Linked DNA regions of Mus musculus: regions 2, 3, 4 and 5 are each linked to region 1. The links are chromatin contacts, called in public Hi-C, promoter capture Hi-C and targeted proximity ligation maps. All regions are on one chromosome and are shown on one strand. The core of a region is the stretch at or near the end of the contact, and the rest is flanking DNA. Distances in the headings are between cores, read along the strand shown.

The links. Promoter capture Hi-C pulls out the DNA fragments that hold promoters and counts their contacts. A called contact is a pair of places that touch in the nucleus more often than the background predicts.
Region 2: a targeted proximity ligation map of T-cell acute lymphoblastic leukemia shows a contact between it and region 1, with 2.2 times the contacts expected there. A contact is called at or near these places in 6 of 39 promoter capture datasets (the C10 cell line, cranial neural crest, liver and 3 more), 1 of 484 Hi-C or Micro-C datasets (CD8 T cells), 13 of 130 datasets of targeted methods (the SCID.adh cell line, T-cell acute lymphoblastic leukemia, acute myeloid leukemia and 9 more) and 4 of 9 other capture datasets (adipose tissue, embryonic stem cells, liver and 1 more).
Region 3: a promoter capture Hi-C map of liver shows a contact between it and region 1. A contact is called at or near these places in 5 of 39 promoter capture datasets (the C10 cell line, the HPC-7 cell line, cranial neural crest and 2 more), 16 of 130 datasets of targeted methods (the NIH/3T3 cell line, the SCID.adh cell line, bone marrow-derived macrophages and 13 more) and 3 of 9 other capture datasets (adipose tissue, liver and pancreatic islet).
Region 4: a targeted proximity ligation map of forebrain shows a contact between it and region 1, with 3 times the contacts expected there. A contact is called at or near these places in 2 of 39 promoter capture datasets (liver and pre-B cells), 1 of 484 Hi-C or Micro-C datasets (cerebral cortex), 7 of 130 datasets of targeted methods (the SCID.adh cell line, bone marrow-derived macrophages, embryonic basal ganglia and 4 more) and 2 of 9 other capture datasets (adipose tissue and liver).
Region 5: a contact with region 1 is called in a Hi-C map of cortical neurons, with 2.1 times the contacts expected there. A contact is called at or near these places in 1 of 39 promoter capture datasets (the HPC-7 cell line), 1 of 484 Hi-C or Micro-C datasets (cortical neurons), 3 of 130 datasets of targeted methods (double positive thymocytes, effector CD8 T cells and large pre-B cells) and 3 of 9 other capture datasets (adipose tissue, liver and pancreatic islet).

Annotation. Positions count from the first base shown.
Region 1 is chr15:57,909,446-57,914,638 of GRCm38.p6, forward strand. It overlaps Tbc1d31 (TBC1 domain family, member 31), which reads left to right and starts at 2,754. Exons shown (of 21, transcript NM_001081396.2): 1 at 2,754-2,946. The coding sequence starts at 2,870.
Region 2 is chr15:57,667,271-57,672,463 of GRCm38.p6, forward strand. No RefSeq gene overlaps it. Among named protein-coding and RNA genes, the nearest start is that of Gm35682, 9.8 kb to the left of the region's middle.
Region 3 is chr15:57,707,369-57,712,561 of GRCm38.p6, forward strand. The region is part of intron 1 of Zhx2 (zinc fingers and homeoboxes 2); the gene reads left to right. Among named protein-coding and RNA genes, the nearest start is that of Zhx2, 15 kb to the left of the region's middle.
Region 4 is chr15:57,728,721-57,733,913 of GRCm38.p6, forward strand. The region is part of intron 1 of Zhx2 (zinc fingers and homeoboxes 2); the gene reads left to right. Among named protein-coding and RNA genes, the nearest start is that of Zhx2, 37 kb to the left of the region's middle.
Region 5 is chr15:57,764,087-57,769,279 of GRCm38.p6, forward strand. All of the region lies in intron 2 of Zhx2 (zinc fingers and homeoboxes 2), which reads left to right. Among named protein-coding and RNA genes, the nearest start is that of Zhx2, 72 kb to the left of the region's middle.

The sequences.
Region 1 (5,193 bases), core at 1,504-4,003:
CCAGCCGTGGCAATACACCAAGTCGGATGGGGATAGAAAAAGATCACAAAGAAGAGACAGGAGGGAGCCGGGCGTGGTGGCGCCTCTAAGGGCTCTGAGTACCATGGGAATCATCATTAATGTTACTGTTAATCTTTGATGCTTTGTATACATTAATTTTATTGGTGTATAAGACACATGAAGAAAGCTGTTGCCGGGCAGTGGTGGCCCATTCCTTTAATCCCAGCACGTGGGAGGCAGAGGCAGGTAGATTTCCGAGTTCAAGGCCAGCCTGGTCTATAGAGTGAGTTCCAGGACAGCCAGGACTATACAGAGAAACTGAGTCTCAAAAAAAAAAAGAGAGAGAGACAGGAGGGAGTCTTACGGTGACAGATATGTTCATCCTCTTGATTTGGTAGTAGGTTCACAATGAGTACTTATGTCAAACTTACACAATTATATACTTTAAATATGCAAATTAAGAATATATATAGAGTGTGTATGTGTCTGTTATTGACTAATGATCCATAGGATTTTTTTTTTCTGAGCCAAAGTAAAATTTTGTGGCTCAGGCTGGGCTCCAATTTGAAATCACCCAGTCTTAGCCTCCCAAGTGCTAGTATTATAGGAATGTGTCATGCTGCTGACCAAACATTTCTTTTGTGGTTGCTTTTTTTGTTGTTGAAAATCATGGGGCTCAAGAACAGAAGGATCATGCCTCTCTTTTGGCTTTCCTCTTACTTCAATTTCCTAGGAAATAGGGATAATAGTAGCACCTATCTGTGGCAAATCAAATTCTTTCCCCTCTCCCCTCATATATGTCTACATACTACTCGAAGTATGCGTGAAGCCTAGCAAACATATACATAGACAGACAGACAGACAGACACGCACACACACGTGCGCACATGCACCAATCTTTGAAGATGTAAGTTAAGGAGTTTCCGGCTGGTGAGATGGCTCAGCAGCTAAGAGCACTAACTACTCTTCCAAAAGTCCCGAGTTCAAATCCCAACAACCACAAGGTGGCTCATAACCATCCGTAATGAGATCTGATGCCCTCTTCTGGTGTGTCTAAAAGACAGCTACAGTGTACTTACATATAATAATAAATAAATCTTTTTTTTTAAGTTGAGTTTCATCTAAGAATATCATTCTGGACTATTCTTGTGAACCCTAAATCCAACTGTAACTGTCCATAGTAAATGGCAAGTCAAGCTCTGAGACTTAGAGAGAACCTTGTGAGATACCGACTCAAATAGCCTTGCATGAGTGCCCCAAAGGGAACAGGAGACAGAAGCAGGTGTGGGTCAGAAGTGCGGCTGATCTATGTTAATGAGGGAGCAGTTGTAAGAAGCTTACTGAAGCTGACAAAGGGCAGAGGCTATGTTACAAGTGTCATTACAAATAAATAAATAAATAAACCAAGTACCATTACATGCCTCATTAACAACAAGAAGGAAAGACATACATACACATCGGATAAGTCTTTGGCAGAGCCTGACTATGTCTGGATACACACCTTAAGTCTCAGGAGTCATACACACATCAGATGACTACAGCTCAAAACCGATCAGGAGAGAAAGGTCCTTTCCTAGCAGTGTGGTGAACTCAAGTCGTGTTCCCTTAAAAATATTTACACTCTCTTTTGAAAACCTCATTTAATTTTTACTTTAAGATTTTTCATTTATTTTCATATATGAGAAAAGTAAAGAGATATTTGCAACAAACAAAAGGTGGCTATCCCAGACAAAGAAGAAAATCTTTGTTGCCAGACTCTGTTGACACGGAATGTTGAGAGAATACATTTCTGGTCTTTTCATTTGGTTTTTGGTTTTTCGAAACAGGGTTTCTTTGTGTAACTCTGGCAATCCTGGAACTAGTTCTGTAGACCAGGCTAGCCTGACCTCATAAGATCTGCCTGCTTCTGCCTCCCAAGTACTGGGATTGAAGACGTGTGCCACTACTACCTGGCATTATTTCTGTTTTATACGCCAAACGTGGACCGATTTCATTAGAAATCGACTTGCAACTTCATACATCACTGAAGTGGAGTTAAAAGTATTATCTAAATTGCTTCTCTGTGAATTAAGTGCGTTGGCCTGTTAAGCACGCGGGACAGCCACACGTAGTAAGCACTAAAGAAACACTGAGTGAATTTTGCTAAGTGAAAAAGATTTCCGATGCCAGTGCAGCTGGTTCTTGACGTTTTTTTACTTTTCTAGATTATGAGGAGTGGGTTGCAAACCATAATGTGGGAGCATCTTGTAAATTTACGCAATTAAAGCGTGATGAGTATGGCAAAAAATAAACAAAAACAAACCAAACAAAGCGGAATTCATTTAGGTCTGTGGAGTTCTGCCGTGCCTGTAAGTTCTAGGAAAGGAACTCCTCCATTTCTCAACGAACTTGTCTTTTGCATCTTTGTTATTTCTATAAATCTCTTATTCTAAACGCAATAGAGAACGAAATGCAGGAGGCAGCAAGCTCTCAGGAGAAAAACACTTTTGGTGTCTGTTTGAGCCTATAGGTGTCAGAGAATTGAAGTCCCAGACTTGGTTTTCAGAAAACTACAACTCCCTGAAGCCTTTGGGTCGCAGAATTAGAAGCCTCAGAAAAGGGGTGGAGTCTAGAGAGAAGCCGTTGGTTGTTTCCATTGTCCAGAGTGGAGGGACCACAAGAGCGGAGGTGGGCGGATCCCCGTCCTGATTGGTTGTAACTAGAAGGGGCGTCCCCCGCGTGATTGGCACAGTCCTTGGGGGCGGAGACCCCGCGGCGGCCGCTCGAATTTCCCGGGTTGGGCGCGCGGGGACTGCTGGGTAGCTCTCGGGACGGTTACCCTCACCGGGTCAGCCGCGGATCGGAGTCGGGGTAGGGGTCGGGGTTCGACATGCAGAGCACTGACCTGGGCAACAAGGAGAGCGGCAAGATATGGCACCGCAAGCCATCGCCAGCCACTCACGACGGGTGAGGCCGCGGGCTGTGGAGACCGACGAGGGGGCGGGTCTGCGGGAGACTGAAGTGGGAAGCGTGGAGGAGGAATGCTGGCCCGGGGATTCTGACTCTGGCCGTGCGCTGCATCCCTGGGTTGGGACCTCAGGAGGAGCAAGTAGCTCCGGAAACCGTAGATTGCAGTTGTCCCAGAATCTGGTCCCTGGTCACGGTGAGAGGCAGGCAGGAGAAGGCTCTACGACTTGTGCAAAAGAATTTGCAGTTCAGCTGAGTGCCAGGACTCCACCTGCTTTGATTTATTAATGTCTATTCCAGTTGGGGGGAAAAAAAACTCCAGGAGGTGATGGGAGCAAAGAAAGCAATGCACATCTACCTTTCCAAAAGCCGATGCTCTCCATCCTTAAGTCATTCATTACATTGCACACCTGTAATGTTGAGAGCCTAGTGTGGGCCAAGCACGCTTTTCACTATGGAACAACGCTGGAACAAACTTAAGTTCTGCAGTGAGTGTTGCAGGGCCTGTCATTGGTGCGGGGACTTTTACCCGCCTGTGCTTCCTTTTATTCTGTTTGGAGTAGCGGGTTTAACACGCAGCCTCTTGTGTGACGTCAGTGGGAGTCTTTGCCCCCTCCCCCATTTGTTTTGGTTCCCATGGTGCCTGCCTAAGCGATCTTGGTGTTTCTGATTACCTACGTTTGCGTGGACTGCATAGTATCACTTGGGTTCATACCTCGAGGTTTGTTTCTCAAGAGACTTTTCTATTTATCTTTTAGTTGCTTCCCTAGAAATCAGACTAAGTGTTTTTGTAAGCTGAAAGCAGTTATAAGTGGATCAGCCACTTATTTGACTAGCCAGCCAGCCACTGTGGTTTCTGGTGGCTGTCCACCCTTTATCAGTGCTATTCACCCGTTGACCTATTGAATAAACAATCTTGTCAATAGTGGAGATTCTTCGGCGTTTTCCTTTCAGCTCGGAAAGCAGTTTTGAGCCAGGACAGCTAAGTTGAACCAGCCAGCAGAGCTCAGAAAGAACTAAAAAGGGTGAGCTTACTCAGCAGTAAGTCTCAGAGGTTGAGAACATTCTAGGTTTAGATTAGGTTGTCCGGAGGCTAGAAGCTTTGGGGACTAGGCCTAGGTTAAGAAACAAAAGGCAGTAAGCCTCCAGGATGACAGTTATATCAGGAGAATAAAAAACGTGTGTGTGTGTGTGTTGATGTGTGTATGTATGTATATATGTGTGTGTGTATGCATGTGTGTGTTGATGTGTGTATGTATGTGTGTGTGTGTGTGTGCATGTGCATGTGTATGTGTGTGTGCATGTGTATGTGTATGTATGTATGTATGTATGTATGTGTTGATGTGTGTATATGCAGGTATGCTTGTAAAGCCCAGAGATTAGCATCGGCATCTTCCTTAAGTGCTCTTCACCTTAGTTTTTGAGACATAGACTCTGACTGAACTTAGTGCTCATCTCTTTAGCTCCAGGGAACTGTCTATGTTTCCAACGCCCCGTCACTGGGGTTCCAGATGTGGGCCACGATGCAAAGATTAATTTTTGTCTTTCAACACCATGAAACTCCATAAAGATGAACAGCGTAAGATTTTTTTTCTATATCCCTGATCAATCTGTTTAAAAAGCTCTATGTTTAGACAAACAGGAAGAAAAATAATTTTTTCCACTGCTGAAGATTCAACCTAGGGCTTTGTATATCTTAGGCAAGTGCTTTACCAGTGAGCCCAAGAGGAAAATGTTTAACCCACTTATCAATGTAGCATGTAGCATCTTTCTGTAAGTTTTGAAAATGAGATCTTAATTTGGAATATCAGAACTCAACATATAAGGAACTAGGGAAATGGCTCAGAGCTTAAATGCATTGGCTGGTCTTACAGAAGATCCAAGCTTCATTTCCAGTATCCACTTGGTACCTCCCAACCTCCTATAATTCAAGTCTCAGGGGGAATCTAAGACCCTTTCCTAGCATCTGCAGGCACCAGGCCTGGCACAGTGCACAGACTGCTCAGTCAAAAGATAAATCATTTTTAAAAGATTCATACGCAAAAGATAAAATTTTCATGATTAAATACTATTCTTGAAATAAAGGAAGGAGGCTAGCCAGAGGGCTCAGAAGGTAAGGGAGCTTGCAGCCAAGCCTGATCTCTTGAGCTTAGTCCTTAGGTACCTTATGGTAGGAGAGCGCCAACTCCCGTAGGTTGTCCTATGACCTCCACATGTCATGCATGTGTGAGCGTGAATGCACACACA
Region 2 (5,193 bases), core at 1,046-3,545, 240 kb before region 1:
GATCCTGACCTTCAATCGTACTGTATATTCCTCCTGCTTGAGAAGTGACATGTAAGCTCGCACCAAACAGATCAAGCAATGACTTAAAAAAAGAAAAAAGAAAAGAAAAGAAAAAGGAAGAACATTCTAGACTTAACGCTGTGTAAGTATGGAGTCAGAGGCAAACCCAGGAACCAAAGGGGCCTGACATAGCTAAGGAACAGTGGTAGGAGGGAGAGTGTGAGCTAAGTGGGGGTGAGAGCTTCCCAAGCCGCCAGGGCCCATGGTAAGGACCCTGGAATGCCTTTCATAAGTGATGGGAAGCAAGGAGCCCTCCATTTCCCAAGGCAGAGACAGACAGGAGACAAGCTCAGACAGCCTTGGTTCTGATTCTGGCTCTCCCATCTCCTCAATGGCAGCCTCCAGCTCTTTGTCTCCCTACAAAGACATAAACTGAGCTTCTGGAAAGGCTTCTTTGACATCCCTGTGCACCCTAGGAAGAGCCCGCAGCTCGGGGTCTCTCAAAGGATGACTCCACCTGAGCGGCATAGTGACAAAGGTTGTATACAGCAGGCCCTGGGTATCAATAGGAAATTAGTCTCAGGGCCCACTCCACCTTTCTTCCAATATCCGTGCCCTTATAGAAAATGACACAGGGGACTGGAGGGCTGGCTCAATTGGTAAAGTGCTTGCTGTGCAAGATGAGTCCCCGATTTTGGATTTCCAGGACTCACCTAAAAGCTCGGTGCAGCACATTTCCATTATCCCCGAGCTGGGGGTGAGGGCGGGATGGGGTGTGGTGAGGGAGACAGGTGACCCCTGAGAGCTCACTGACTAGCCAGCATAGACAAATTAGTGAGCGACAGACTTAGTGAGAGCTCCTGTGTCCAAAAAATAAATAAATAATAATTTTTAAGAAATGAGGTGGAGACCCTCTCACCCGAGCTCAGGGATCATTGCATGAGGGGAGCCAGGGGTCGGGAAGGACTGGGGAGAAACAGTGTCTTTGGGCCTTGACAGATGCATCATAGGTGCCTGCAGAAGACCTGCACAAGATCAGTCCAGTCCATAGTCCAGGATGGCGAGGGAGGGGATCCGAAGTCCCACCCCTAGCTGAGGAGCTCTTGACAGTTGAAGGCTTCTGGGGTAAGTGTAAGTTGTCTTTAAGGGTATGGCCCCAGGTAGTTCAACCACATCCTACTAGTTGACTCCATCCTCAGGAGTATATAGACAGCAGAAATGGGACTCAGCAGGTTTTTTTAAAATGGACTCAAAGTTGAGAGGGTTGAGGTTGAGAGAAGCTGGGGGAGGGAGAGGGGATTAACTATAACCAGAATACACTATACACATACTGTACACATGTATGAAAATACTGAATATTTAAAGGTAGAAAGCAATTGAAAAAGACATCCTGACATCAACCTCTGGCCTCTACATACCTGTGCACACACGTGAACACAAACACGTACAGTAAATACACGATGCACACATGCCCAGAGATATAAATAAAAAAATTTAAAAGAAAATAGCATAGTACTTCCACCTGCTGCCCAAATCTTCTTGCATAGCTTAAATCCTCTTACGTCACCTATGGTGCCTCACAGTGTGTGGTGGTCCTCATAGAACGGATTGACAGTGACAAGAGAAACATTGTTGCCAACATTCTCAGCACAAACACAATGTTTCTCTTGAATGTTTCTGAGCTGCGGTTGGTGAAGTCCATGGAGGTGACTCTGTTTCTGAATTATGCATTGCTCTAGATCCGATCACTGAGTGTGAGTGCGTCACAGCACATGTGTGGCAGTCAGAGGACAACTCCCAGGAGGCAATTTTCTTCTTCCACACCAGTTCCAGGGATCAAACCTCCACAGCAAACCCCCTCCTTGCTGAACCATCTCACTGGCCCTAAATGTTTTTTTTGTCTTTTGGGTTTTTTTGTTTTGTTTTGTTTTGTTTTGTTTGGGTTTTTTTTTAGTTCAAATGAAAAAAAAAATGTAGTTCATGACTTATGACTCCTTTTGTAAATAAAAAAGAGGGGAACGGGGCTGGGAAAGAAACTTTGTAGGAAGGTTTTGAACACACCAAAGGGTAACGAATGCTGTGATGACTATTCTCTGTTATATTTAAGTGGTTTTCTCTGTTATATTTAAGTGGTTGTGATGTCAGCTCTAACGTTCTAGCATCCTGGGACCCTTTTTGGTAACAACAGGAGGATGACTTCAGACTCCACTGACCGTCCAGCTGATGACATGGCAGATCTGTAATGCTGGCATCCTCCATGCAAACCCTGTGCTACAAATATTAATAGAAGTCAGCCGTCATCATCCCTGGCACTGTCACAGCAGGCCCAGACAAGTGCTGGGACGAGAGAGCAGGGGGAACAGAGAAGGAAGCCAGAACATGGCATGCAGCACATCTGTGAAAAACTTAGATCAACCTGGGTTATCCAAACCTGCCGGATGTTGTGGTTTGGATCTGTATCTCCAACCCCATCATGCTTTCAATTCCCATTGTCTCCTTTCTTATGGGGGAGTGTGGAGCTTTCAGGAGGTGGCTATGCTAGCTGACAGAAAGGGGTCACTTAGAGCAGGTCACTGAGGGCGATTCCTCTGACCTTGCCCTCTTTTTCCTGCCCCACTATTATATGAGCAGCCTTTGCCAAATGCTCTCACTGACACGAATTTCACCTGACCCACTATTATATGAGCAGCCTTTGCCAAATGCTCTCACTGACATGAATTCACTACACTTTCCCCTCCGTGATGACTCTCTGAAAACAGGAATCAAAGACATTCTTCCCTCCCCCCAGTAGTTTGGGTCACAGTGATGTGAAAGTAATTACAGCAGTAGGTACCAGGCTGCAACTGGGCATTCGGGGCTGGTTTGGACTCTTATGTGAATTGATTCACATAGCCCCTTATGGCCAACATAGTGCAGTAGTGACTAACCACGGTTGTCTCTGCTTAAGAGAGGACACAGAGGAGCAGAGAGGTTAAGTAACTAGCCCAGGACAACACAATTAGTGATCTCATTCCACATCTGGGTAGAGAGCTTTTGCATTTGGCCTCAGCTTTCCTGTGTATGTGTGACCCCTAGGCACAGAAAGGTTTGTGCATAAGACATCATTTAGTGGTCTGTTTGTTGCTTTCTTACAGTCATGTGTAGTCTACCACACTTGTCAATCTGCATGTACCATGAGTGTCCCACCAACATCAAAACCCACAAACCATGGGGTCTCGCAGTACACACTGAGCACATTTATGTGGGCTCTGGGGAATCCCCAGCCCTGAGAGCCCTGAGAGCCCTGAGAGCCCAGGCCCTCTCCAGCTCCTGCTAAGTAATATTGCAGCAGCTCATCTTTTCCACTTAAAAGCCGGCCAAGGCAGGCATGATGGCTCATGCCTCTGATTCCAGCACTCAGGAGGCTAAAACGGGAGGAGCAGGAGATGGAGGACAATGTGAGAGACACACTGAGACTCGGAAACAAAAACAAAAAGTAAATATACGTTTTATTGGGAAAATGTAGTATCATGCAATAGATTTTTGACCATGACTTCCCTCCCCAAATTCCTCCCAGATTCTCTCCCACCTCTCTCTCTACCCACTCAACTTTGTATTCTTTTCCTCTCTTTCTCTCTGCAAAACAAACAACAAAAATAAAACAGACACACACAAAAACAATCAAACAAAAAAATGGAAATCAAAATAAACAAGAAAAAGATCATGAGACAAAAAAAAAATACACAAACAAAGCAAAAGGAGTCAGAAAGTATACAAAATACTATTGAGTTCATCTTGTGTTAGCCAGCCACTGTAGGACATGGGGCCCTGTAGTTAGTGAGACTCCATTGGAGAAGACTGAGTTTTCCTTTGCTGGTCGGTATCAATTGCAGATAGCTTCTTGGTTAGGGATAGGAGACCATGTCGACCTTCCCTTCTTAGTGCCAGGACCCTGGCTGGCTGGGACCAGTGCAGACCCTTTGCACAATGCCACAGTCGCTGAGTTCACATGTGCCCCAGTCCTGTTGTGTCTGGAAGACACTGTTTCCTTGGAGTAATCTATCACCTCTGGTTCTTACACTCTTTCTGTCTCTTCCTCTGCCAAGATCCCTGAACACTGAGGAAGGGCTTTAATAAAGTTAACCTATATAACTGAGTTCTCCAAAGTCGCTCTCTCTACTGGTCAATTGTGGGTTAAAAACAAAACAGCCTGGCCAGTGGTGGCACACACCTTTAACTCCAGCACTTGGGAAGCAGAGGCAGGCAGATTTCTGTAAGTTCGAAGCCCGTCTGGAGAAATAGCCAAGCTCCAGGAGAGCCAGGGCTACGCAGAGAAATAAAAGCAGAACAAAACAAAAATCTAACCAAGTAGTATGGGCACAGTTATCTGCATGAGAAACAGAAATTAGACACGATGCCAAGAGTAATAATAATATTTATTATATACCTTATAGACCTATAACTTAATCCTCTCAACGGTTCTGCAAGGAAGTAAGTTATCAGGCTCTGCTGCCCCTGTCTTTCACATAGAAAACAGACAGTGGAGAGATGAAGTACACTCCACGGGCTCCCAAAAACAGGAATAGTTGATTCTGTATAAATGTCCCACTCTAACCCCGGTGCCTACACATGACGCCACAAAGACCACCCTGAGAATCCTAAGGGAGCCAGGACCAATTCAGTTCAATTGATAGTTATCAATTACACGTGTGTATGCACAGTATTGTAGTAAGAGTTGACAACCCAGTGATTGAAATAATCCTTGCCCAATGGAATTTAAAGTTCAATAAGAAAAGCTACAGAGTATATTTATCCAGCTACTTACTGCTGAGCATCTGCTGCATCCCTGAGACAGGTGCATGGAGAAGAGATTTGGAAAGATTGTAACAGCTAGAAGTGATGGCTGAAGGAAACTGTCTTCTGGACATAACAGGACTAAGGCATATATGAACTCACAGAGACCGTGGAAGCATGCACAGGGCCTGCATAGGTCCCAGCCAGGCATCGTCCCAGCACTGAAGAGGGGAGGTAGAACTGGTCTCCTATCCCTAAGCAAGAAGCATCTGCAACCTTTTGGTACGTTTGAGGCTGGTGGTCCCTTGCTGGCAAGCATGATGACATGTTTTTCAATTCCCCAGATCCACATGGTGGAAGGGAAAAACTGACAACTGTAGGCTGTCCTCTGACCTCCACATACACTCTCCACCCCCACCC
Region 3 (5,193 bases), core at 1,628-4,127, 200 kb before region 1:
TGACCCAGAATTGTAAGGTGAAACAAACCCCTTTCCTCCCATGATGATTTATGTTGGGTTACTTGTCCCACCAACAAAAATAAAATTTGAGATGACCTCCAGACTAGCATAAGGTGTGATGCTGTGTGTGTGACAGATAAGCCCCACTCTCCCAGGGGCTTAACAAACTAGGGTCTGCCTCTCAGGAAGTCGGTCCCCTGAAGGGTCCAACCACAGCCCTCCAGATAACTTTATTTTAAGCTCTGACTGGAGGGTCCAGGCTGCTGAGATTTTATAGTTGTGACATTTGAAGCCACCAGCTTTCTGGCTGCTGCAGCAAAGAAAGAGAGAGGGACATCAAGCCACTCTCAGAGATGCCACGAGTGCTCACACGGGGAGCCTGGGCAGTGTTCGGTGTGCCTGATTCCTTGTTCCATAGCAAGGGGGCTCTGCCCATCAGAGCCCTGGCTGTGCTGCTCCAGCAGACACCAACTGCATCGGCTCTGTTTTGGTCTTTGTGTGCTGAAATACCAAAAGCTTTCGCCCACCTCTGGTAGCGCCTGCTCTTCTAGAGTTAAGACTCAGTCCTTGCTTGAATTGGGAGTCAGGACCACAATGATTATTAGCAGGAAAGCCAAGGCCTAAGCAAAAGCATCCAGGAACTTAGTCCAGGGGGCATCTTACAGCTTTAAGGCAGCACCAAGTTCCCCTCTCAGTGAAAGGTGAAGGAGCCATCGTAGGAAAGTGAAAAGCCACCAAACATTTTGTTGTTGTTGTTGTTGTTGTAATGTATTACCTATTTCACGTACACTTAGGAGCATACCATTACAGTTTCGGTTTGCACTGAACACTCAGTGTAGCATAAAGGTTAACATTCAGTGAGGCCCCAACTTAACTGCGAAGCATCCCAGTACGACTGCTAACGGCCCCAGTTCACCCCAGCCGTCAGCGTGCCGCCCTTCCACAGCACTATTGCTGAAGCTTGTTCACTCCACCCGTGTGAGGTCATTGCTGTTTCTCTCCTCCTGAAAGAGGCTTGGGGAATCTCCATGGAACAATTGAGAAAAGTGAGACAACATTTAAAACGATAGCTAAGAAAGGGTCCAAGCTGAGCCTCACAGTGCAGAGGAATGGCTGACTCGATACGCATCACTGTTAGGCGGCGCCCAAAGGGCCAGGGCTTCACTCTCAGGACTCACGGGGTTTCACACATTCTGCACCACCAGCCATTCTGGGGTCAGTCCGAGGCCGTTGGGATTCTGGGTGCTTGGCTTGTTTCTGCGTGTGGTGTTCCTATAGGAAGCAAGCACAGGATTGCTATATGCTAGGTACCACATTAAATGTTAGGCCTATCGTAATGGCAAAATGAAACACGTCTTTTTCCATTCAAATCTGTTTAGTTCTTCTTCAAAGGATCCCTTAAGAACCTTGAGCTCCAAGAAGTGGGAGTGGGTGGGTGGGGGAGCATGTGGGGGACTTTTGGGATAGCATTGGAAATGTAAATGAAATAAATACCCAATTTTAAAAAAAAAAAAACGAACCTTGAGCTCAGCACTCTGGTCAGGAAGGGTTGGTTGTCTGTTTGGATTTTGGCTCTGAAACGTTGCCTGGCAGATGGGTTCCACGTGGGCAGCAAGCCTTCTTCCACCAGCCAATCCTGGGACTACCCAGCAGGCAGTGTGTGTGTGACCGACTTTGCACTGGTTTCTGTGGTGACCAGTCAGCTGACCGCCTTCAAGTTCATCTAGTCCAGCCAGCCGTGGCTTTATAAGATGGGGAATGTGGACTCTCCCTAGCCTCTGAATTACTCAGGGTCCTATTGCTAGTATGAAGTGTCTCCAGGTTAGATGGTTTCATAGTACCGCTCTGTATAAATGGTACAGTGAAGCTTCCTCTTTATGGCATTAAAGGATGCCCCGTAAATCACTTTTTGCCCTTGTGACACTTTAGACCATTTTCTTTTGCTTCTCCTCTCTACCTATAGTGTCCAGGACTGACAGTGACCCAGGACTGTCTTCTCATCTGTTGGCAAGACTCGAGGGACCAATCACAGTTGTAAGATCTGTCTCAGAAGAGCAGACTGTGTCCAGCCTTAAATGTTTGCCAGTGGAACCTGCGCTAGAACCTTGTGATTCCTTTTCTTGTTTGGTTTTTAATATCAGAGTTTCAGGCCAAGTTCTCTGCTGAAGACAGATGTTTAGCCTGGTGGTAGTGGTGTAGGCAGCAGGCAGAGTTTGAGGCCTACAGAGTGAGTTCCAGGACAGCCAGGGCAACACAAAGAACCCTGACTTGAAAATAAAAAGGAAAGAAATAAAGAACCAAAAGAAAAAGATAATTATTTAAAACGATGGATAGGAAAGAGACTAGGAAAGAAAAAAGAAATGTGTTATTAATTATTATTTGGGACATCCTGAGCTACATAATGAATTCTAGGTCAACATAGGCTATAAATAAGTGTGTGTGTGTGTGTGTGTGTGTGTGTGTGGCATGCACTTGTTAGTCTGAGTGTGTATAGGTGCCCATGCTTTGGAGACCTAAAGTCAGTATTAGGAGTCTTTTCTTAATTACTTCCTTTATTATTTGAGACAAGGAATTTTTTTTAAAGATTTATTTATTTATTTATTTATTTATTATATATGTGTACACTGTAGCTGTCTTCAGACACTCCAGAAGAGGGCATCAGATTTTTGTTATGGATGGTTGTGAGCCACCATGTGGTTGCTGGGATTTGAACTCAGGACCTTTGGAAGAGCAGTCGGCGCTCTTAACTGCTGAGCCATCTCACCCGCCCAAGACAAGGAATTATTAATAGATCATCAATTTGACTAAGCTGGCTAGCCAGTGCTCTGCCCCACCCATTACTGGGCCGTAGCGTGTTCCTCCACCCTTGGCCTCTTACATGGTCTGGAGATCCGAACCCAGGTGCTTGTACCCGCACTCTGCCAGTTGAGCCATCTCCCCAGCCTAAAGTCCATGGATTTTTTTTATCACATGGTTTAAATAGTAAAACATGCTGCCCAGCTAATGGGACTGGTTTAATTACGCAGCAGAATCAGAGAACTTGAGAGGTCATCAGCCCCCTGGGAAGCCAGGAAAGGCACCTCTGGTCTGGGCCTCTCTCGCTGGCAAGCTTAGACAGTGTGATTGCATCCTCGGGTGTGGGAAGCAGTCTTGTTCCTGAGAATCTAAGAGAGTTCTGTCTGCCTGCCCCCAGCACCTTTCCTCTGAAGGAGTAGCAGGTATCTGAAGCAGCATTCGAGAGCAGAGAATGCATTTGCTTCCTCCTACAGGTGGTACAGCTGGAAACAGTCTGCCCTACAGACTTTGTTCCTGAGAGCCAAAGAAGCAGGTCATCATTATATCCCTTCCATCTCAGCCCATGTCCCTTCCTCTGTCCTATATCTACGCAGCAGCCATAGCCAGAATCCTGGTGGCCCCAGCTCTTCTGCTCTGGTAATCATCCCTAAGGCATCTGGTGACCTGCCTGTAACCCTTGGCCTCTTCAGTCCCAGACAGCACAGCCAAGCCCCCAGGCTGCAGTGGCCACCCTTTCCGCAAGGTGGGCGCTTAGTGCATATTCATGGAATTTCTCAATGCTGATGGACCCACAGTGACCCTTATCTGAGATATAAGCAGTTGGAGACTTGGCACACTGGTGATTTGTCCTGGCAACAGATGAGACATCTTTGTACCCTGTGCTGTTGGTAACCCCAAAGGCAATGCTGGAGTTAATCATGAGAGTAGCGGGTGGTCATTTACAAGCCAAGTCTTTTCCCGGGAGAAGACAGAGAGGGAGGGAGGGAGGGAGGGAGAGTGGGGGAAAGGAGAGAAGGGAGGGAGGCAGGCAAGAACAGAGAGAATTTTCCTCATTTCCGATGCATGTTGGGGGCTTGCCTGGAAGACATGCAAGCAAAATCAAGCCCACATCTGGAATTACTCTGCACATGTAGACAGGTGCACACACTGCTAGGACATTGCTTGGACTCTCTGCACAACCTTGGCATCCGCAGACACACATGCAACCTGGTGGTCTGCTTTGTGGAGTTCCCATTTGTAGACGCCTCACTCTGTCCGTCCCGACTTTTGGCAAATGGAAAAAGCTATACATTTGTATAGCATTTGGAGGCTTGTTTAATAGCAAATCTGTAAAGCACCCCAAATCCTAGGTTATCAGTCAGGGGCTCATTATTGCTAATTATCTATTCATTTTGGATATATGTAATAAAAGTCTCAGGACCTATTGGGCAAATTATCATTTTTAATAGGATAGTTACTTAAGTCAACATATTCCTGCACCTCTCCCATGATGACTCCTTTTGTAAAGACGAGATGAATTTTATAGGTTGAGATTGACAGCTTTTCTAATGAGCAATATTTTGATATGGAGTTTATTTTATTAAATTGGGGGGGGGGGAGTCTGGGGAACATGATGGGTGTTTTTATTTCAGAAAGTAAATTCAGGATCTTAAGAGACACAAATATTTACTGTATCCTCTCACCGTCCCCAAAATGCGTTGTTTGAAGTAGGATTGTAGCTAATGGCCCACCCTCTCTCTGTTTGGATATGCTGTCGTGGAACTTTCTACTATGGAGCACACAGCCCGAGAGAAGTTCATGAACAGGCAGGGCTTGGGAGAGCGGAAGCCAACTCCTCCATCCTGCTGCTGTCTTTGAGCTAGTCATTCACCCCTCCGTGGCCTAAGTTTCCCCCACCTGCCTTCTGGGCTCTGAATCCTGTTTCTCAGTGGGCTACCCATCGGGCTGGCTCTGCCCAGTTCAAACTGACAGGCATCTGCAGGTGGGACTAGCCTATCAGAAGTCCATTGGCTCCCAAGTTCTTGGGAGTAACCAGTTGACTTAAGCCTTTCTGGAATTCTTGTAAGAGAACTTGACTTGCCACCTAAACTGTTCCTGTGGAGCCGAATCTGTCCTGACGGTTCCTTGGAAAGCCTGCACAGTGCTGAGCAAGCCAACTGCCTTGCATGCCTTCTGCAGGTCCAAGCCAGTGCGTTCCAGAGCACTGTCTGTAACCGATTTAAGGAGAAGGTGCTAGAAAGGGAAAAAGAAAGGGTGGCAGGGGGTGGAGAGGAAAGAAAAGGCTGGCAAGTTCTCAGTCCCAGAGCCTGGATGGAAAAGTGAGTGGGTCACTGTAAGGGGAGGGCGCATGCGTACTGAGGAGCTGGCCACAGGGCCCTCCCTCCTCCCCTTCTGGAA
Region 4 (5,193 bases), core at 1,286-3,785, 180 kb before region 1:
CAAGACAGAGCCCTGCGGCTTTGAGGCTGCTCAGCACAGGGAAGGGGGGGGGGTGTTCATTCTGCTGTGCCTGAGCAGAGCCCTCAGGAGGGAGGCTGGAAGGCTTCTGCTGCAGGACCTGAATGCATAATGTGCCTTGAGCAAACTGAGCTGTGCAGAAACCCAGACAGTCTCCTCTGCCCAGGAAAGAACATGGCTTGGACAGGTGGCTTGCCCTCTGCAGCTTCCTCCCCAACCCCACTCCCCGCGTATACCTCAGGGAGAACTTTAACAACTTTCTAAAACGTACTTTTCATGAATCCAGGGTTCATGAACCAGCTGGGGTCCCAGACTTTATTTCCTGGTCTTTGGATATAATATGCATTCCTTACATGAGACTGAAGGAAGATATGGATGGGTAAAGATTTTCATAAAAGTAGACCTTGATCATCATATCTCAGACACATTTAGAAAATAAGTACGCAATCTTTACAGTCTATTGTGCTAGTCTAATCCCTGGCCTTAGACTTCACTGCCAGACACTCGGAAAGCTAACTCGGGCTCACCTGATCTGATCGGACAGTTTCTCTTCTAGCTTCTCAAACCTCACAGAACGTAAAGAAATCCAGGGCCGTCACCGAGTGTATGCACAGTGCTTTATCAACCCTGAGATTGATCCGAGACATCCGTACACCTCATTTTCTAATGTGTACATGGAGAGGTGACTCTTGCTTGAGACATCTGACCTTGCATTTGTCAGTCCCGGAGTCTCCATCCCAGCCTGAGATGGAGCAATGGAGCAATTATATGGAGTAATTATAAAGACACCACCTTCCTTCTTCAACTCTGCACACTAGCCTTTCTAAGTGAAGTGAGCAGAGTCCTGCAAGCTCTGTAATGTGACAAGGGGATTCCTCCTGTGAGCCTAAGACAAGGGGGCTTCCTAATCCCTTTGGTTTTGGAAATGGGACTTGTTGGGGTGCAGGTGTCAATGGCTGTGGGAGGTGAGACATCTCTGCCCTCTTCGTCAGCTCTTCCATGTTTTTACATCATGATACGGTTGAGTTCTTTACTGTTGTGTTACCTTCCATCCCACTCTCTTAATCCAAAAGAGAACTTAATCATGGATTCTAGGGGCCGGGACTAGCGTATCGGAGGGATGGAAGGCCTGCATCCCATCATGCTGTAGTCTGTGGTGATGTACATCTTTAAGCAAATACACAGATCCTCTGTGACCCAACACCTGCTGCACCTTACTGCCATTATTGCATAACTTAGCATCCAGTCCAGGTAGGCACCAATTTGCTCCCGAGCAGGGCTGGCCATCTTCGGTCTACCCGTCAGCACATCGCAGACATTTAATAACCTGCAGGTTATTGTGCTGCTCCTCTTGCTGAGACAGAGATGCTCTCCCTCCTCGTTGCTCCTTGGGCATTATGGAAGAGAGACCCCCAATGACTTCCATATTTCCCATCTGCCGGCATGTTAGGACGTGATTAAATATTTAAACACTGGAACATAAAAACTGAATCTATAAAATATTTAAGTCAGTAAGTCAAATGTTTTCATTTTTAGTCATTAATTATCTTATGTGGCAATTTCATGCAAGTACACAATGTATTCTGATTGCTCACTCTCCACCCCATGTATCTTCCCTTATCCCACCATCCCTACCAACCCTCCATCCTCCTTGCCTGTCCCTTTCCCAGATTCATGACTGTGTGTGTGTGTGTGTGTGTGTGTGTGTGTGTGTGTGTGTGTCATTTAGCTTAACCAGGGCCATCAGTGTGATAGAACTATCAAATTTTGTTTTTTGAAACAGTCTCTCGTGTAGCCCAGGTTGGCCTCTAACTTAATGTGTGTGTGTGTGTGTGTGTGTGTGTGTGTGTGTGTGTGTGTGTGTGTGACCTTGAACTCCTGATCTCCCTGCTTCTACTTCCTGAGTCCTGGGATTACAGGCAAGCACCCCCATGTTCAATTTATACAATGCTGGGAATCAAACTAAAACAGGCATTTTATCAACTCAACTATATCTCCAGAACCCAATATATTGATAGTTTTATGTTTAAAATGCTATGTAATAGCTTGGTGCTGTGTGCTAGCTCATCACGTGTTAATATTTCAAATCTGTTATTCAGGGCACTGCATAGGCAGTATAGTCCCATCTCCAAACTGCTACATATAGCTCTCCGCAGACTATGTCATGAGCTTAAATTTAGACCCTTTCATGAATAGGAAGGTTGGCGAAAGACTCTATCCTGATCAACACTTTGCCTCCAGGCTTCTGGCCCCTGTGAGAGACTCCATGTAGAATAAAGGCTGAAGAAAGACCCGATGGCGCCTGCCAGGAATTTTGGCACCTGGGAGGTAGAGGTGGGAGAATCAGTTCATAAGGCCAAGAGAGAAAGAGAGAGAGGCTTGGGGGAGGGAAGGGGACATACTCAGAGAGGGGCAGGGAGAAAGAGACTCTTGAAATATACAGTCTAGGTCAGACCTTGTGCAAGTCACATCTGAACTTGAGCCACGTGCACTCACCTGTCAGCTAGGGGCTTAGACTCCTTAACCTCTGGTTCCTCTTTCTGCAGCAGCTTGTCTTAGTTGGTGCTGCCAAGCAGAACACTACAGACATTTGCCTCTCACCCTCCTGGCAACTGACTGGATTAGGTCCAAGATCAAGGTGCCGGCAGATTCCGTTTCTGCAGAGGGCCCCCTTCTTGGCTTGCAGATGGCTCCCACCCATGTGTCCCTAAGTGGTGGGGACAGAGTCTGTTCTCCCTTTCTCTCCTCGGGGCTGTCATCCCATGAAGATGGCGCCACCCTCATGACCCCATATAAACCTAGCAATGTCCCAAAGCACCCTTGCTTCTTCAGCATGGGGACTGGGGATTAGCAGTTTGAACAAGCACTGGCCCAAAACAGGTCTGTGACAATTCTGCCATCTGGTTTCTGGTAGGCACCATTCTGCTGTAGCCAGAGCAACCGTTTCGCTTCCAGCCTCAGCTCATGACTACATCAGTGTCTCTCTGGTGACAGCCACCCTGGCAGGTTCCTCCTACCCTCCCTGTCCTTCTCAGAATCCAGAAGGAAAACTGCCTTTCCTGCCTGTCAGGTTGGAGCTTGGGCCGCAGGTTTTCCAACTGTCCCCTAATATATTCACCATTCCACACCAAACAGAAGGAGTTTGGTTTCTTACTCTAGTGAATGCCGACTTTAAAAAAAAAAATCTGGTGGCTTAGGGAAAGGAAATAGAATTAAAAAAAAAAAGAAAACCCACACATGAATCGTTGCAGACAGTCTATGTTGAAGTGTCATGTGCAATTCTGCATTCTATTTTATAATAAAAATACATTTTAAAAGTCACAAACAAAACTGGGTAAACCAAGGACCAGGTCCTAAGCTAAGAGACCTGCATCTCTCTCTTAAATTCTTCCAGGTTTCTCTTGCTCCATCCTTTACTTCTTTTTAAGATCCCTTGTTCACCTTGCCTTCCAGCATCTAAAGTCAGGGCATTTGTGCATCCATTGGCTTACCCATTTATCAGGTGGTTGTGGCAGTTTTACTGCGATACTTATGGTACCTGTATCCCTACATCGCCTTGGTAACAACACACAGTGGGATGTAGCCCAGAGCACAGGCCCAGTGTCTATCAGAGCACCAAATTCAAGCATGAACTCAAAGTCTTAATCTCAGCCTCACACCTGTAACTTACAAAGAAAGAGGCACGAGGCCAGGCTTGCAGACCAGTGCCTGGAATAAAGGAGACAGAGATTAAGTAAGAGAGAGGACGGTGGATTTAGCAGTGAGGATGCCAGACTAAATGGTCCATTTGCCACTGAATCCCAGCCAGTGGTTCTGAGATCTCATGAGCTCTGGGATGCTAGCTAGTCCTTTCTTACTCTTTTGAGGAAAAGAAATCAAGAAACTCTTGGTTTCTCAGAGATATATCCAAAATACTTAAAACATGATGTAGGTGGAAGAAAATGCATCTGAAAGCCCAAACTAGCTTCAAGCAAACAATTCACAGGTGTTGGGCCTAAGACTCCATAGGGTGCATAGGGCTTTCCTCCGAGAAGCAAGCGTTCGACCATGCTGGGCCTTAGCCTTGAACCTGGGTGTACCTCTCGCACTGCCACTGAAGCTTGTATTAATGCTAAGCTCTTAGGAGTCCTTGGGAGATGGTAGTTGCTTGATAATTATAAATGACTATACCCACACATCTAAATGTTACTGCCCCCCCTCTCAGGGCTCGTCCTGGGGTCCTGCACGTACAACTTAGGACCCAGCAATGTATACTTGTTATGTAACCCAAAGATGCGACTTCCATTTTGGCATTGGTTATTAAATGAGTATAAGAGGCTCAGGGCTTGGGGCAAATAGATGTAATATTTGGTAATGAACTGATGTCCCAAGACCTCCGAGAGAGCCCCCCCTCGGGCTGTGATTTATCTTCCTCTTAATGCAGGTAAGAGAAATGGAGCTTTGCAAAGAACTGGACTGCACCATTTGTCAAAAGCTGCGCCGAACCAGTCCTTTTGGCCTAAATTAATTTACTCCTCCGTGCTATGAATTTCTCCTTCCCACTCTCTCTGTTTCCTCTCGCATTGTGTCTTTCTTGCTGGGAGGGAGGAGTTCACACTAACTGAAGGGCACATCTCACTTACCAGGGGCCGGACTGGGGCCGGGTAGCCAAGAAGCCCATTATTTCTGAATCTGCAACTTTCTAAGGGCGTTCGCACCTTCTGCAGCTGAAGGAGTACAAAGGAACTCTTGAGCCGGGGTGGCATCAGCCCTATTTTCTTCCCTGGAGGGAAAATGGACCATTATTCTCGCAGTGCCCATTTCCCACCAGCCTTCCATTTAACTTCCATCGGAGAGAGGCCCCAGCTTCTTGCAGGTTTCACTGCTGGACACTCCAACAACATATTAGCATATTTTGCATTTAAAAAGAGGCTTGAAAAATGAATCCAATGATTGGCATGGTGTTTCAAAAGGACTTCCCAAACTACTAGTAATTGTGTGGTTTTAAAATTCACCACTCCTGCCTGAAATGCCCTGTGTCTGGCAGCCAGCTTAATCAGGAGAAACTTGCACCAGGCGGGGGCCATATTTCCAGGCCCATGATACCCAGTGATTGCCTGCTCAGTACCTGGAGACTCACTAAAGAGAACCTTACCCCAGTTTTTTCAGCAAAGCTCGCAGTTTGTTCTTCTTCCT
Region 5 (5,193 bases), core at 1,390-3,889, 150 kb before region 1:
AGGCCCTGGCACATAATAGGTGCTGAGCCGATGGTGGTGAGATAAAGTGGGGAAGGGGAATGCAAGGAGAGAATATTTGTGCAGAAGGACAGGGGTCCTAGAGTACACCACCACGTTCAAGTCCTGGCTCTCCACTGGCTTTGTGGCCTTGGGCAAGTTGCTGGCCTCTCTGTGCTTCAGTCTCCTCATCTGAGAAATGGGGACAGGGTCATAAGGATTCCATGATTAGTATAAAACTGTGCCAGGACACAGCAAGGACTTCATCATGATCACCCCTTCATCCAGAGTGTCATGGGGGTCAGAGGTAAAGCTGGGGCTGTAGTCAGAGGCTCTGCTGTAGCTACATGGTGGAACCAGGATGAAGTTACTCGCTCTGAGGTCGTTCTCCAATCTGGAGATGCTGTGTATGGTCTACTGGGTGTGCATCTTTCCTGCTGTCTCTTTCCTGTTTCTGACCCTGCTCCGAAGTCAGTTACCAGCTGCTGGCCCCAGGGAACATGGTGTGGCTCAATGTCCAGTTCCTGCCTCCTCCCTCTTGCCATCTAAGAGTCTTGATTGGGTTCATTTTCTCTGCCAGTTAAAGAATTAAGAGGCAAGGAAAAAGATCTTGGGTGCATCAGATAGCAGCAGAGAAAAGACACAACAGACAGAAGTCAGCCAGTAAAGGCATTAATGGGGCAGGGGCATGAAGAGAAAAAGACTCTGCAGAGGGGGCACTCAGAAGCCTCATCCTTGAGGTATGGGGATATTCTAAATCTTTGAGGGGATCTCTCCCCCCCCCCCTCTCTCTCTCCTTTCTCTCTCTCCCTTCAACCCACTTTTTCAGGTAAAGGAAGGGAAGCATTATGTCTCCTTTCGCTTTGTCTCCATTTTTTCTGTATTTCTTCCTAAGGCGGTACAGCAGGGACCAGCCATGTCTCTGCTGTATATGTGGAATGTGAGCTAAAAATGTTTGCCTGTGTTTATAACTGCAAAACAAAAACCCCAAACTTGACTCTTCTATGGAAACTGTGTATTGCTCCATTTTCAGTTGCTATAACAAAAAAAAAAAAATCTGAGTCTGGATAATATATAAAGATAAGAGGCTTGTTTGGTGGATGTTAGAAGCATGTGTGGAAGAGACATATGACAAGACAGAAAGCCAGAGACAAGAGATTCAGGCTTGTTTTCATTATGTTGCCTTAGTCTCCCTAGCACTAATAAAGGCCCTGAGAGAACTACTTTAATCTCCTCCAGGGGTGGCACTCCCAATGACCTAATCACCTTCATTAAGCCACGCCTCTTAAAAGCCCTGCACAATCCTGGAACCCAGCCTTCTAGGTCATGACAATTTGATGGATCCCCTCGTACACCAGACAGTGGTGTACGACCACCATCTGGCCCCTTCCATGGAGAACATACAGACTTCAGAAAACACTTGGGCAGCGGACAGGACCCACTGGGCTCTTTCAAATGTGAGTGCACCTTGAAATAGTCCTTCAGTGGTATCATTGACAACCTCTGTAGCCAGAGCTGCGGTGCCCGTAGCAATAACAGGCCAGTGGAAAATTGGGTGGTTGGGATTTGAGGCTATTATTTGTCATCTCTCACCTGTCCTCAGACACAAAGCCAACACAGCTGTGGTCGGCTGACAAAGGTGGAAGGACAGGTTTGGGAGAGTGAGTCACTCCTCACAGTACAGGGAGCTAGCTAGGATTTGACCCAGGCAGCCTGCTTCTAAGCTTCTTTACTTTGCCTCTCTGTTGCTGCCACTTGTTCTCCCTGTGAGCAAAAGAAACAGTGCCCCCACCCCCTGATTTGCTGTCCTGGCTCTTTTCCCCCAACTTTCTGGCAAAACTCCTCCCCACGATAAAAGGGCAAATGAAAAGCAGAAGATCTGTCAGAAACAGCTCTAACACAAACAGCTAGAATTTGTTTTCCAGAATTCCTTCATTTGTCCATCCAGCCATCCATCCATCCACCCATCCAACAAGCACAACTCAGCTCCAGGACCTCATGACAGCCTTCATCTTTGGCACCAGCAGCTTGCAAAAGTTCCTGGATCCTCCAGAGTCATTGTCACCAGATAGCTCAAAGGAAGGCTCACTTCGTAGTGCAAAGCACTTGATTAATATGCTGCAATTTGGGCAGCGCTAGGCTGTTCTGGCACCCCCACCCAACTCTGTTGCCATGACGACATTATTTTAACAAACAGCTCTTTAATATTTAATGAAAATTATACTCTGACAGGCGGGCAGAACAACCGCACCACAGAGGGCTTAGAAGGGTCCATGAGGACAACTTTGCACAAAGCCATCCGTCCCCTGATCCCTGTAAGCTGTTTGTCACCAGAAAATGCAGGTGCTCTGGGGCCAGGAGTCACTGTGATGCCAGACATGGGTCATGCATAGCAATTGAAGCTTGTCACATTTTTAAATGCAGGATGTCACAACGGTTTCATGAGGACAGGGTAGCGTGATAGCATTATTAAATACTGCTTTCTACACCGAGCTGCCGAACCCACCCCCACCCCCCACCCCCCAGCTCATCTGGGGATGCTGAGAGCCTTGTCTGCTTCCTGGGCCTTGAGTCAGGCTGAATTGTAAGACAGCATGTGAAGAGAGAGCCCAGAGTGTGCATGCCAGGCCGAGAATCAGCCTGTGCCTCCTCGTCAAAGCGCCATCTGTCCAAGGCAGCTGATTCAGTAGCAGAAGGTGCAGAGATTAGGCGATCCAGACCCCTGCCTCAAAGGGGTGTGTCAAGACGGAAAAGACCATCACTACGCTCTGGCCTCCTCCATCATTGAGTTAGTCTGTACACCAGGCACTGTAGTAAGCTTTTGAAGGCAAAAGTCATTACCCTCTAGATCTGCAATGAGAAAAATGGATGGATAACTAAAGCGGAGAGAACAATACGGTGGTCTCTCAGTTTTCTCATCCATAAATTGGGAATATAGCACTATCTTCACAGATAGCTGCCATGGGGTTCAAAACACAATAAATACATGAGAAGACCTAGGGAAAAGTATTTAAAACAGTGAGACATGCCAAGTATGACATAGATGCTAGGTAGGACTTCTTTGTCCATAGTACCACGTTTATCATTATAGGAGCTAGCATGTACCAAATGCTTACTCTTCTGCATCTCTGAGGCTGATTTGGAGCTGTACGATCTCATTGAAATTTCACAGATAAGTCTGTGAGACTATATAATCCTCACCATCCTCACTTTGCAAGGGAGGACATCGAGGTGCCATGGAGTTCCAGGATCTCTAGATGAAGTCTTGAAAATCCCCTAGGTAAACGGCCACGGCTACCACAGAAGCCAGGAATGTCCACTGACAGCATGGGACTGAAGCAGGGAAGAGCCTCTGGTGCGGAGGAAGGAGCCTGCAGCAGCAGACATGAGCTGTATCCGAGGGAGGGAGCGTGGTCTGGCTCCACAGTTGAAGAAGTAGATTCTTGGCACCAGCAGAAAGCTTGTCTTAAACAAATATAACCTGTTTATTTAGACTGTATATAAGACTTTTATTAAAATAAATAGATTGGGAGAAGAAAGGGAAAACAGAAGGGAAGGTATAAGACTTACAGTTTTCTGTTCCTCCTACTAGGATTTCACTGAGTATCTGTATGGCGAGCATAGGTGCGCGAGTGCATGTGTGTGTGTGTGTGTGTGTGTGTGTGTGTGTGTGTGTGTGTGTGTGTTAAATAACAGCCCCTGCCTGTTGTATCCCAGAGCAAAGAAACAAGCAGAGAAAGGGAAGTTCAAATTGTGCACCAAAATACAGGCAAAGTCATTAAGGAATAGCATGCCCCAATTTTTAAAACCCCTTCTCTGGCTATTTTGGTTATTTATTACCATGGTAGTGCTTTGTATCAAACAACCCCATAAGCCTATGGAGGACAGTAGGACATATTTAGTCAGCTCCCAGGTCTGAAGGGTGAAATCAATGGCCTCTCATTCCATGAGATGGCTAACATATTTGATGTCAGTTTAGGGGGAACATGGACTGTGTGCTGCTTGACATGAGGTAACCTCAACTAGGATGACAAACGCCAAAGCTGGATAAGTCATTCACCCTGTAGAGGCTTACCATGGCATGACCTCATGGGAGCGACAGTAGAGTCTACAAAGAGAAAATAACAGGACATATAGAAGCCTTAGTTATCACTAATATCCACCCTCCCAAAGCCAGTCACAACGCAGAGCCACCGTGAGAGAGCTCCACTGAGCTGTGCCACAGAGCATGGGGGTGAGGAGGCATCATGACTGAGCTATCACCCAAGCATGGTCACTGGACTTTCAGAGGGAAGAGCCCAAGGTTCAGGACAGTATGTGGCTTCCAGAGGTCCCACTGTGGTAGGGCTGGAATGTGGACACAAGCTGACTGGCTGGTCCAAAACTGGCATATTTTCCAACTTCTGCTCAGTAGGAAGATGCTCAGAAGAGGAACTAGAATAGAGTTGCTGTTGTCTTTCTGAAGCTAGAGACCCAGTTGCCCCTAAAGGAGGACAGGGCTTGTGGAATCCGTGCCATAGAAACCACATCACAGCCCCGGGAGTACGCAAACCCATTGCTGCCTGCTGCCTGCTCTTCCGACTGTGGGAATTCAAGCTAGGAGGTCCTGTGTGCCTCCAAGAAGCAACCAAGACGGGACATTCCAGTGCACAATTTGAGCTCTATGAACCTGAGTGACTCCGGATGGTAGTTCATCTCCATTGTCAACTTGTAAAATCACCCAAGAGACATAACACAGGTCATGTCTGGAGCAATTCTACTAAAAGGGAAAGACCCACCCTGGGTGTGGACAGCACCATGCCTCCATGGGCTAGAGTCCCAGACTGAAGAAAAGGGAAAAGGCGAGTGGTTCACCTTCGTTCCTGCCCTTCTACTTGTAGTTGGAAAGCAGACCCAGCCAAGAGGGTATCACATTCGTGCTGCATGCCGCCCACCATGATGGACACTATCCCCTTGAACATCCACTCAAACTCTGAGCAAAACTCAACCCTTCCTTCTGTGTGTTGCTTCTTGCCAAGAATTGGGTCAGCACGAGTTAAGTCACTGACATACTCAGAGAGCTGCAGCATCCTCTCTCTTAGTCACAACACTTGATGTTGACACCCAGTGGCCAACTTGAGCTAGGTCTTCCGATGCAGGTGTGACATTGCTGACAGGACATTTCTGCCACATGGGCCTGGATAACAAGAATAAAAG